2 separate regions of the Triticum aestivum genome follow, and region 1 is linked to region 2. A link is a contact called in public Hi-C data. All regions are on one chromosome and are shown on one strand. Each heading gives the region's core, a stretch centred on a gene start, on an enhancer-like site or on the middle of the called end of the contact. The rest is flanking DNA. Distances are from core to core; before and after follow the strand shown. Region 1 has its middle 11 kb from the start of LOC123089285. Region 2 has its middle 350 kb from the start of LOC123114896.

Region 1 (3,134 bases), core at 578-3,077, 530 kb before region 2:
TTTGCAATGAGCACTCCTTAACTAGTGATTTCAAGAAGTCTCAGTATCTAATCCTCTCATGCTAACATTTTTTTTTGTGGGTTATAAAATCTGGAAAAAAAATACAGACGGACCGGCCCAGCTCGTAGGAAGAGGTGTGCGCCCGTTCGCCCAAAATGCCCCGTACAGTGTATACGTATACGACGGGCGAAGTCTAAAAAAACATATAAGGCGGGCGAAGAGTTCCTAAAATATGACCATCATGCCTTTTATGGTGTTTGGTTACCTGCATCCTTTTTAGCACTTTGGATACTTGTCCCACTTGAGCCTGGTTGAGCTAACGCAGGCCAAAAAAAAATCATAATCCGCAGTTAGTTTGGTTGCATGCGTATAAGGTTGCCTGCATTAGGGGAGCATTTTTGCGTGCTGTTGCGTGCATTGACTAGGCTAATGCAAGTGCCCGGTATTTGGTTGCATACACGCAATGTGATTAAGAGTTAACACCTACACATGACAATAGAGTTACAGTAGAGTTCCTTAGCAGTGTGCTCGCAATGGCGGCGTCGTGTAGGCTGAGGAAGAGGTGACCGAGAGGACGACGCTGGCGGGGGCGCCGCGCACAACAAGGCGTCCATCCGACGAGGTTAACAGCTACGCATAACACTAGACGCCACAGCGCTGAGGCAGAAAAGGATGGAGGAGAGATGCAGTTTTTTGCGGGTTGTAAAATCTGGAAAAAAATATACACGGCTGGCCCAGCTCGTAGGAAGAGGTGTGCGCCCGTTCGCACAAAATGCCCCCTATAGTGTATACGTATACGATGGGTGAAGTCTAAAAAAAGCATCTAAGGCGGGCGAAGAGTTCCTAAAATATGACCATCATGCCTTTTATGGCATTTGGTTACCTGCATCCTTTTTAGCACTTTGGATACTTGTCCCACTTGAGCGTGATTGAGCTAACGCAGGCAAAACATCATTATCCGCATTTAGTTTGGTTGCATGCGTATAAGGTTGCCTGCATTAGGGGAGCATTTTTGCGTGCTGCTGTGTGCATTGGTTAGGCTAATGCAAGTGCCCGGTGTTTGGTTGCATACACGCAATGTGATTAAGAGTTAACGCCTACACATGACAGTAGAGTTACAATAGAGTTCTTAGCAGTGTGCTCGCGATGGTGGTGTTAGTGTAGGCTGAGGAAGAGGTGATCGAGAGGAACGACGCCGGCAGAGGCACCGGGCACAACAAGGCACCCATCTGACAACGTTAACACCTATGCATAACACTAGACGCCATGGCGCTGAGGTAGAAAAGGATGGAGGAGAGATGCAAGCTAGGAGATCGAGAGGAATGACTTCGGCGATGGCTTAGTGTAGCAGGACGTGGGAGAGAAAACAGAGAGGAATGACGACCGCTCGAGTGTAGTAGGACACGGGAGAGAAGACAGAGAGGAACGACGACCGCCCGAGTGCAGTAGGACGCGGGAGAGGAGGTTGAGAGGAACGACGTCGGTGGTGGCGCTACTGCAACATCACGCGGGAGAGGAGACCGAGAGGAACAACACCGACAGTGACGCCACTGTAGCAGGACATGGGAGAGAAGACTCGGACTAAGGAGTGTCATTAACACAGATCACACATATGCATTTGTACGTTCTAGAAGAAAGAGATTAGATCTACTCGTCTACTATCGTTGAAACAAAAATTTTGCAACACGGAAGTCGTGTGAAACTACAAGATGAAGCTACTGGTCTAAGGAAATTTCAAGCGGTCGACCGTGCGAGACGAATTTGACAAAATTTGCCCAAAATAGCTGCAAATATGAACACGAAATTAAACATTTATGGTCGAGGAAACTACGAACTGATCACAAAATTGGAACCATAACATTAATGTGCATCTTTTCTGTGTAAAGTTTACTTCGAATCGAAGCACCGCTGTGTAGATTAGAAGGAACGGAACAAAGGAGATTAGAGAAGGAGCTTACTGGAGGTGGAAGAAGAAACAACGTACATGCTCTATAGTGGGCCACATGCACTCGTGCAAGAGGACCCATCACATGCACTCGAGGTGGCTCGACTCAGCCTGGCTCATTAAAAACTGCCGATTCGACCGTTTATAGCGGGCATGGCTGGAGAGTGCTTTAAATTCCATGCGGACCAACATATGGATGCGACCCAGCCAACCAAACGAGCCAAATTCTTGTGTATAATTATACAGGGAGTACAAAGGGCACGAGGCCATGATGGCGATTGTGAGTTAGCCACGATCAAGAGAGGGAATGTGTGCGCTGACTGAAAAACTGCACACACACGCATGCTACAACCTTTTTAGAGAAAAGGTTAGCGCCCGGCCTTAAGGATAAGAACCTTACAAATGAAGAAACAAGTAAAAGAAAAAAAAGGCTAGGTTGCCTCTGTCTTCCGCTGGCTCCGCCGCCGGTCCATCTCATCTTCGGTTGCATTAGGGTCATGATGGCGCGGTGGATCCCGGCCTTGCCGGTGGGAGGGCTACGTCCGTAGATGTTCCTTCAAGTTTTATTAGGGTATGTGTCCTTCTCTGGAAGACAAGATGGCAGTGGCTTTCTGTAGATGCAGTAAGGTTCTTCGTGCCTAGTCCCTATTTTGGTGGTGCATCTAGCATCGTTGGTGGGTGTGTGGAGATGTGTCTCCGGTGGATCTGTCTTTGGTGGATTTGCTTGGATCTTTTCATAGTTTGTCTACGTTCGTGGATCTTCAGGTTGGATCTTTCCGATCTATTCTACTCTTCAACGGTAGCGGTTGCTGTTCTGGTGCGCTAGTCCTATGAGGCCTTAGCACGACAACTTTCCAACTGTCCACTACAACAAGGTTTGCCCGACTTCTGCGAGGGAGGGGTGATGACGGCGGCATGCCTTCGGCTCGTTTCAGTGCTTGTAGTCGTTGCTAGGTGGTCTATGGATCTAGATGTAATTTTTTTATTATTTCTAGTGTTCGTTGTACTACCATGTTTGAAGATGAATAGATTGGGCGTTTTTCGCAAAAAAGAAGAAACAAGTAAAAGGAAAGAGGAGGCAAATGAGTAGTGATGCAGCACCACCAACAAGGTTACAAGGCCAACTATGATCTATCTCAGGTTGCAACGTGGCAAAACGACTAAGCTATTCACTACAGGAATCACTGGC
Region 2 (2,952 bases), core at 139-2,638:
GAACACAGACAACCATCACATGCACGAACGCCATAACAACATCTCCATTGTTTCTTTTGACACCCAACGCTGATTTGAATCCCGTACTGTACTTGTACTTCTTCATCCAGGAGATATAAGGAGCAAGTCAGGGAATGATTTAGTGGGGATAAACAAGGTTAGCTTCTCGTCGCCGCCCCTTTTGACAAGCACCTGCATTCTCTACCGTAGTTTCCAGAATACGGTCATGGCGCGACGGTCGGCTGGTGGAGACAACAGCGACCAACCACACTCCCGGCGCACAACACAACTGTCTATTCTGAAAAAAAATCCACTCGTCGGAACATTACCGTTTCACAGTAATTACATGAAACTGGAAATGGAGAGATAGATATGCGCCTGAATCAACAACAGTGTAAGTTTAGTTTGAACAAAACTCAAAGTTCAGAGGAAGGAGGTGCAGCTAATAGGGATCGAGACGCTCGTCGGGGAGTCCTTGGCGGCACGGGCATCGTCGGGAGGTGGCAGGAGGAGCGCAACAGCGGGCGCGTTGGGGCAGCGAGCCATGATTCAAATGATCAAATAGGCAAAATTAGAGAAAGAAATACATGATTTCGTTCCAAGGAAAAGCATCAACAATAGCAGCACTAGCAATCGCACAGACTACCTATGGATGGATACCAAGCACGCACACCACACGCATACACAACACACAAGGAACGCATAGCGCACTAGCACACCACGCGCAAGCACACGGCCATGCTCACACGCATAAAGCATAATGCACACACAGCAGGCAGCTGCGTGCTAGAGAAGGGGCAACCCCAGGCATGGTGAGGCACTGGCGGGAGGACGACCGACAACCTGGGCACATGGTTAATGATCTGCGGCAGGCGCGCATATGAAGTTTCATTCCACGCGTGTATAGGTGGAACTGCTGTTAATTTTTTTGTTGAACTGAGAGAGAAGAATTGCCTCCAATATTTTTGGAAATACACTGAAGAAAGGCGTGCGTGACCAGGTGCAGGTCGGGACTCCTCCGAGCTGCAGGTCAAGACCTCCCCCATCTGCAGGTCGACCGAAGGGATGGGGATGCGATGGTTGGTCGAGAGGCGAGCGGGATGGGGTGGGGAGGTAGCGATTGGCCGGAGGGCTCGCAGGGAGGTCGGGGAGGTCGCCGTCTCCCATGGCCATGGCGGGCTCCTCTGCTGACGAAGCCGCCGTCGCCGGAAGAGAAGCTAGGCGAGGCCGGGGCAGCCTAGGTGGCAGGGAAGGCGCGGCGGCGTACCAGAGGTACACGGCAGGGCCGCGCCGGTGCTTGGTGGTCACTGGCGGTGGCGGGATCGGCCCCGGGTGGATCCAGGGGAACGAGGCGGCCCGGCGGCCCGATCCAGGGGCGGAGGTAGCCCGGCGGCCGGATCCGGGGGATGAGGCGGCGCGGCGGCCGGATATGGGGGCGGGGCAGGGGCGGCCATGGCTGCCGGTGGTTGCGTGCGCGGGAAGGTGGATCGGATCGGGGTGGGATAGAGCACGGGGCAAGAAGGTGGGCTGCATTTTTTTTCTTTGCCGCTTCCGGTTCGGGAGTTCGGGATGATCTCATCGGCACTATATATAGGAGCGTCGTGATCAGAATAACTATTCTGATCCCAAGATCAAAATAGTGTTATATATATATATATACATCTGGGCTATTCTGTTACGCGTAACAGGATATTATTCTGTTACCTTTTTTGAACTGACGGTTTCAGGCGGTTGTACTGATGTTTTCGAGCGGCTTGAACTGATACTTCCAGTTATGTTTAACAGATCGTTTTCTTTAGTTTAAAAAATGTTTGCAATTTTTTTGTCGGAATGGGGCGTGTAATATATTGTTGGAAAGCTCTTGACAATTATATTTCAAGTATATTAACGTTTTTGCAAAATCATTATGGTTTAAGAGCAGTTTTGGAAAAACCGTTTTTTTTCAAAACCGAAAACGTGAATCGTATTTTGGACACAATTTTCAAACAGTTTGTCGGAATTGAGCAAATAAGATGGCGTTGGAAAGCTTGTGAAAATCCGCATCTTCCGCATATGTATTATTTTTTCTAATTCTATACTATTTAAAAGTAATTTGGAAAATGGTGAAATTCTGGGCGAAACGTATTTTCGCGATTTTTTGCAAACGGTTTGTCGAATTGACGCAAATGATAAGGCGTTGGAAAGCTATGGAAAATGCGCAACTTTTTCGTATTGAAATGTTTTTCTAATTCCTTACAGTTTAAAAACGAATTCGAATATGGTTAAATTTAATTTCGAACGTGATTTTTTTAAAAGTTTGTCGAAATGGGGCAAATAATATACCGTTGGATAGCTATCGAAAATGCGAAACTTAGTCATGTTGAACGTTTTCTCATATTTGCCGCCGTTGAAGAGTAATTTGGATTATGGTGAGACCCAACATGGTGTTTTTCCTTCAAAAAACAGAGTACTTGTACTGATTTTTTTGTGTGTTTGTACTGATGTATTATTTCACAGAGTAATTTTGAATACGGTGAAGCCTGTCGTATTTTTCTTTTTCGTTCCGGAAACAAAGTACTCGAACTGATCTCCGTATGGATTTGTACTAAGCACGTTTTCACAGATTGAACTTTTACTTTGTTTTTTGGGTAAGGTTTTCCTCTTAAAGTTTCAATGGTTTACGGTAGCATTGCCCCTGTACTTACGTAGTTTATGTCGTCGAACTGAATGATATTTTATTCAAAAAGAAAATCTTTTGTTTGTTTCTTTTTTTTGAACTTAACATTTTTTTACAACGATGTTCTAAACTTCTCTCATTTTACAACTTGTACTTTTACCATTTGAATTTCTATGGGGTTTCTTTTTTTTGCTTGAACTTTTACAATTTGAATTTCTGTCATTTCTTTTATTCCAAACGGACCACTATTTTTAACTCGTACTGATCAACATTTTTAATTCAAACCATTTTTCCTT

The links. Hi-C and Micro-C count contacts between places; a contact is called where the count stands out from the background.
Region 1: a Hi-C map of an unstated tissue shows a contact between it and region 2, with 9 times the contacts expected there. The contact joins two enhancer-like sites. A contact is called at or near these places in 3 of 5 Hi-C or Micro-C datasets (leaf, root and an unstated tissue).

What each region holds. Positions count from the first base shown.
Region 1 is chr1B:186,983,719-186,986,852 of IWGSC CS RefSeq v2.1, reverse strand. No RefSeq gene overlaps it. Among protein-coding and RNA genes, the nearest start is that of LOC123089285, 11 kb to the left of the region's middle. Within about 2 kb of position 1,827, at least 1 of the 8 cell types and tissues checked has an H3K27ac peak or open chromatin away from gene starts, as enhancers often do.
Region 2 is chr1B:186,450,382-186,453,333 of IWGSC CS RefSeq v2.1, reverse strand. No RefSeq gene overlaps it. Among protein-coding and RNA genes, the nearest start is that of LOC123114896, 350 kb to the right of the region's middle. Within about 2 kb of position 1,388, at least 2 of the 8 cell types and tissues checked have an H3K27ac peak or open chromatin away from gene starts, as enhancers often do.